2 separate regions of the Rattus norvegicus genome follow, and region 1 is linked to region 2. The links are chromatin contacts, called in public Hi-C maps. All regions are on one chromosome and are shown on one strand. The core of a region is the stretch at or near the end of the contact, and the rest is flanking DNA. Distances in the headings are between cores, read along the strand shown.

Region 1 (2,700 bases), core at 200-2,699, 180 kb after region 2:
AGATGCACCTGCCTCTGTTTCTCCCCCGTGCTGGAACTAAAGGCATGTGTCACCACTGCTGGCTGAGACGCCATTTCTAATCCTCAGGGCAAGAGCAGAGATCACCCTCCCAGGAGTTACATACAGAGGCAGGCATCACTTTACGCTGAAGCGGACTACTGACTGGGGAATGAAGCTCAGGCAGAGAGAAGTTTGGATACAGGGGAATTCCAATATATTTGGCTATACCCCCTGGCTGAGATGCTATCACTCAAGTTCCTGGCTCCCCAAATTCTGGCAGCAGAGCCACAAACTGAGGATCAAGTTCCTCTTGAAGTCACTCTATCACCGTTGCCATAGAACTCTGGCTGTCTGGGAGTCACACAGCTGCCTGCCCCTGCTTCCCCAGTGCCAGGAAGAAAGGTATGAGCAACCTCTGAGAAGAAAAATAATCTTTAAGATGTCACTAAATGGTGAAAAGCAGAAATTTAGACCAAATTCTGCTGGGATGTGGGAGTACCTCAGTCATGGAGTGCGCGCTTAACATGCAGAAAGCTCTGGCTTCAATCTCCACCACAACAGACAAGCAAACCCTCCTGGTTAGCTCTAGCTACATAGAAAATGTTTCCAAATTGCCTAGGAATGTGAGACCACCCTAGTGAACAGAGGAGGGGGGTACCCCATCTTAAAATGGCTTAAAATTACATTAGAAGTTTTTTTTCTCATTAAGCGTAACTAGGTAATGTCTTCTTTTCATTGGCCTTGCTTCATAACCGGTTTTGGTATTCAGAAAGAGGAAAACAGGCTGATGGTAAACACTGGCTCTGAGACAAAGAACAAGGGCTCCAATCAGTGTCTTCTGCAGCTTTTACTACCACCACAGAGCCTTGAAAAGGCCTCTGTGTGAAATATGAATCCAATATAAACAAAACCACTAACTCATCTTATTTTTTTTTTTTTTGTTTTTTTTTCCAGAGCTGGGGACCGAACCCAGGACCTTGCGCTTCCTAGGTAAGCGCTCTACCACTGAGCTAAATCCCCAGCCCACTAACTCATCTTATTAAAAACTAACATCAGCACACAAGAGGATCCCGAGAAGAACCCTGGTTGCAGGACCTGCTCAACAGAAACTCCTGGACACAGAGACACTTGGTCCTGTTCCTCAGCAGCAGCCAGGGTAACAGCTGTCTCACTCGCTCTTTCTGTACGCTCGCTGTCTGTCCCTTGTCCCAGATGTCTGCTTCTAGCTCTGTAAACCGAGTCTCTTTGGACCACTTTTACAATTATGCAGAAGGCAAACGCTCTTTGTAATATTTCAAACTATAAAAAAGGCATTTCATAGAAACAGCTATCACAAGTGAGCGGCACAAATACACTGCAGCCCTCTGTGAATCCTCATCAATTCAGTGATAGGCTGGAAACAGAGAGGGCCTTGTGCTGTACTCACTGCTGGAAGGCAGCCATTGTGTTCTCCAGGTTTTCTCCAGCACCTGTGGAAACAGGGAGGGTAAAGTTCATTTACTGGTCCTGTTGAGTATTCTATTTCTCTAGAAATGAGAATGAACTTTTTTTTAAGTGTGTGTGTGTGTGTGTGTGTGTGTGTGTGAGAGAGAGAGAGAGAGAGAGAGAGAGAGAGAGAGAGAGAGAGAGAGAGAGATGGGTGAGGTGGGCGGAATCCTGTTTTCCAGTCTTTTTTTAAAAATCAACAAATATGTATTTAAAGGATTTCAGATAACGGTTCCTTCACTGTCCATGGAGGTCACTGATGTCCCTACTGAACCCTTTTTTTTTTTTTTTTTTTTTTTTTGTGGGACTGGGGATAAAGTTCAGTTAACAGATTGCCTAACTTGTATAAAGTCCTAGATTTAAGTGCCAGTACTCTATGGTACTATAAACTAGGCATGGTAACCCATGTCTATAGGCCTAGAATTTGGAAGGCAAAGAGAAAGCCCAGGAGTTGGAGGACAGTCTGGGCTACGGCATACAGGCTTTATTGTTTTTTTAAATTTATTCATTTTTAAAAGGGTTTATTTATGTAATGTATATGAGTACACTGTAGCTGTATACACCAGAAGAGGGTATCAGATCCTATTACAGATGGTTGTGAGCCACATGTGGTTGCTGGGATTTGAACTCAGGACCTCTGGAAGAGCAGTTGGTGCTCTTAACCACTCAGCCATCTCTCCAGCTCCAAATTTATTCATTCTTTGATATGAGTGCACTGTAGCTGTCTTAAGACACACCAGAAGAGAGCATCAGATCTCATTATAGATGTGAGCCACCATGTGGTTGCTGGGAATTGAACTCAGGACTTCAGGAAATGCTCTTAACCATTGAGCCATTTCTCCAGTCCGAACACAGTCTTTAAAAACAGACAGACAGACAGACAGACAAAGCTAGCCCTCTTTAAATGAGCTGCTGTTAAATTCAGTTGTCACTTCAGCCCACAATTCTTTCATCTGAACTTCTTTTATGTCCACCTGGATCATGGGCATCCCTAAAACACCTTCAAAGTTCCCCCTTTGTGATCTTTGCTGTCTAATTTTAAAACCAGTTTATTTCAGGATCCATTTTAGGATAAATGATTTTTCATCAACTGCTGGCATGCAAATAAGGTCTATTAGCATTATAATATAAGAAACTATAAGGACCTCACAGGGTCACGATGCGGGCTGGGAGGCCTCCTTTCTACTCAGAGACCATCTACCCCAGGCACTGCAT
Region 2 (2,700 bases), core at 146-2,645:
CTGTATTTATTTATGGGGTTAGAGTATGTATCTCATAGGTACAAGGATTAAAAGGGATCATCATTTTACACAGTAAATCTTCCAGATGAAAGTGTTTTTTTCCAAAAAGCAGGCAGGCCTGCAGCCAGAAGCATCTATACTAGCCCTTATTTGGAGAGATTAGACAGAGCTGAGCTCTTTTTTTTTTTTTCTTTTTTTTTTCTTTTTTTTTTTTTCTTTTTTTTTTCTTTTTTTGGAGCTGGGCAGAGCTGTGCTCTTGAGCAGGTGAACCAGGACCCATAGCTACAGAATGCTTTTCAGGACTGGCTCCTGCGAGGCACTGGGGGTATAAGAAAAAGATACGTTCCTTGGCAACCAAAGGCCTAAGATTAGAGCAAGAAGCAGGGGACGAAGGAGAGGTAGAACAGAGAACATGTTCAGTGGGCTGACTGAACAGGGATGCTGCCATTCTTCATGTAGCAACAAATATTTAGTATAAGTTTTTTTTTTTCTTTTTTTTCTCTTTCGGAGCTGGGGACCGAACCCAGGGCCTTGAGCTACCACTCAGCTAAATCCCCAACCCTTAGTGTAAGTTTTTTTAAAGAAGGTTGCAAGGACTGGAGAGATGGCTTGGTGATTAAGAAGATACTGGGGGGGTTGGGGATTTGGCTCAGTGGTAGAGCGCTTGCCTAGCAAGCGCAAGGCCCTGGGTTCGGTCGCAGCTCCGAAAAAAAGAACCAAAAAAAAAAAAAAAAAAAAAAAAGGGTCCTCTTCCAGAGGAACCAGGGTTCAGTTCCCACTCTCCACAGGGCAGCTACAACTCCATTTCCAGGACATCTGACACCCTCTTCTGGCTTCCACAGGCACCAGGCATTCACACAATGCACACACATACAGACAGATAAAACATCCATACACATTATAAGAAGTAAAGTATTAATGTATTTGAAATTTAAAGAAGGCAACAGCAGCTGAGAGTGGAGCCAATGGTAGATCATTTGCTTACCACCATAAATATATGGGATTTGATCCCCAACACCACAAAAGAAAAAGAGAAATAAATATAAACAGACTGTAGACTCTTTCTTGTGTGCCACAAAGGAATTTTTTTTGTCTAGAGGCTATCCCTCTCCAGCAACAGGATTTGCTACCCCAATGGTGGGGGGAGGGGGTGTTTCCTGGTGAACCTTCCACTAGATAAGACCTGCTTAACTCAACATAGGTTATCTCAGATGTCTCCTGAGCCCATTCCAAACTAGACAGACACGTGAGCTGGCTGGGGAAGACAAAGGAATGCAGGAGAGACTGCTGGCTATCAAAGGAGCCTGGCCTTTGCCCTGGCTAGCCATCAGAGATCTCCAGGTTCCTGAAAGTCCTGCTTAGATAGCAATGGTTTTGTTTGCCTAGGAGCTTTGGCCGCTGGAAAAGCTAACATGAGATTTAGGCCCGGGACTTTGGGTCACAATGATATCAGTGGCGACCTTTAGAAGGACCTGGGGACTAAAAGCCACGTGGGCATCATGTGGTCAAATGTCATTCAAAACAAACCAGGAAATGGGATGAGCGTCCCTCTGCCACCATGGCAATTCTGTGTGGATATCATCAGGCCTCCCAGGCAGGATTCCAGGGTTCCAGGGGAAAGCTTGCGTGTGTACCCCTTCCCTTGGCTGATTCCAATTTACACAGTTCACTCTGATAAATTATCTCCATGAGTAATGTATGGAGCTTGCGGCTACACAGATCGCATGGGCTGCTCTTGTCAAAGACTAAGGTTCCTAGCACCCATGTGTTGGCTCACAATCACCCACAACTGCAGTTTTTGTTTTTTGTTTTTTGTTTTTTTTTTTTTTTCTTTTTTTTCAGAGCTGGGGACCGAACCCAGGGCCTCGCGCTTGCTAGGCAAGCACTCTACCACTGAGCTAAATCCCCAACCCCACAACTGCAGTTTTAAGGAATCCAACCTCCCCTTCTGACCTTGCTGGGCACCAGGCAAGCAGGCAGTGGACAGACATTCATGCAAACAAAGCACTCATACACATAAAATACTTAAATAAATCGTAACTGTGTGCACATCTCCTGCTGTCTGAGTCATCTGTGGGAACCTCTACGTCTGTAGCCAGCTGAAGCAAGGGTACAAGCCTACCCACTAGGCAGTGGTGTCTAAGCTGAAGGCAGACTTACAGACTTATGATGATGACTGGTCCTTCCACCCCAGTAGTTAGATAACTCAGCACCATGGCTGGGCACTGGGGAACTGCTACAATGTAAGGGAAGTGTTGTAAGAACTGGAAGCCCTTATAAGTGAGCCCCCACGTAATTGTGTAGACCTTGCTCTGGCTTTCCCCCCACACGTATGACCACATAGCTCACACTTCAGATTGGCACCTCTTGTCTGCAAGTGTCAGAGGCCCATCCTAACCTTAGTTGCTAAGACTAACTGAATACTGGCCCAGTGACCTGTGACTGGGCATAATCACCCAGGCAAAGAGCAAGAGGAGAACCAGATGAGGGGCTTCACACGGCCCTTACATTCTAGAAACAGACATGGCACTAGGGATGTTCTCCGCTGTTTCTGAGGATACACCCAGCTCTAATCACTGGGTCTCTGGCTTGCACCCCTCCTCCCCCAGTATCCCATTCTGCTCACGGGGTTCACGTTACTTTCACTATGCCGGGGGCCATGTTTTGTTATTTGCTTAAACCTAGGGCCTCCTAGGAAAG

What was found. A called contact is a pair of places that touch in the nucleus more often than the background predicts.
Region 1: a contact with region 2 is called in a Hi-C map of liver, with 3 times the contacts expected there. The contact joins two enhancer-like sites. A contact is called at or near these places in 2 of 12 Hi-C or Micro-C datasets (the Rat2 cell line and liver).

Annotation. Positions count from the first base shown.
Region 1 is chr10:72,368,337-72,371,036 of GRCr8, forward strand. It overlaps Gdpd1 (glycerophosphodiester phosphodiesterase domain containing 1), which reads right to left. Exons shown (of 10, transcript NM_001044238.2): 2 at 1,427-1,469. Among named protein-coding and RNA genes, the nearest start is that of Gdpd1, 11 kb to the right of the region's middle. Within about 2 kb of position 1,450, at least 22 of the 93 cell types and tissues checked have an H3K27ac peak or open chromatin away from gene starts, as enhancers often do. A contact at or near this core is called in liver, where this site is marked.
Region 2 is chr10:72,184,501-72,187,200 of GRCr8, forward strand. LOC120095164 (a long non-coding RNA gene) reads right to left here. Exons shown (of 6, transcript XR_010055721.1): 6 at 1-2,700. Among named protein-coding and RNA genes, the nearest start is that of Dhx40, 67 kb to the left of the region's middle. Within about 2 kb of position 1,396, at least 6 of the 93 cell types and tissues checked have an H3K27ac peak or open chromatin away from gene starts, as enhancers often do. A contact at or near this core is called in liver, where this site is marked.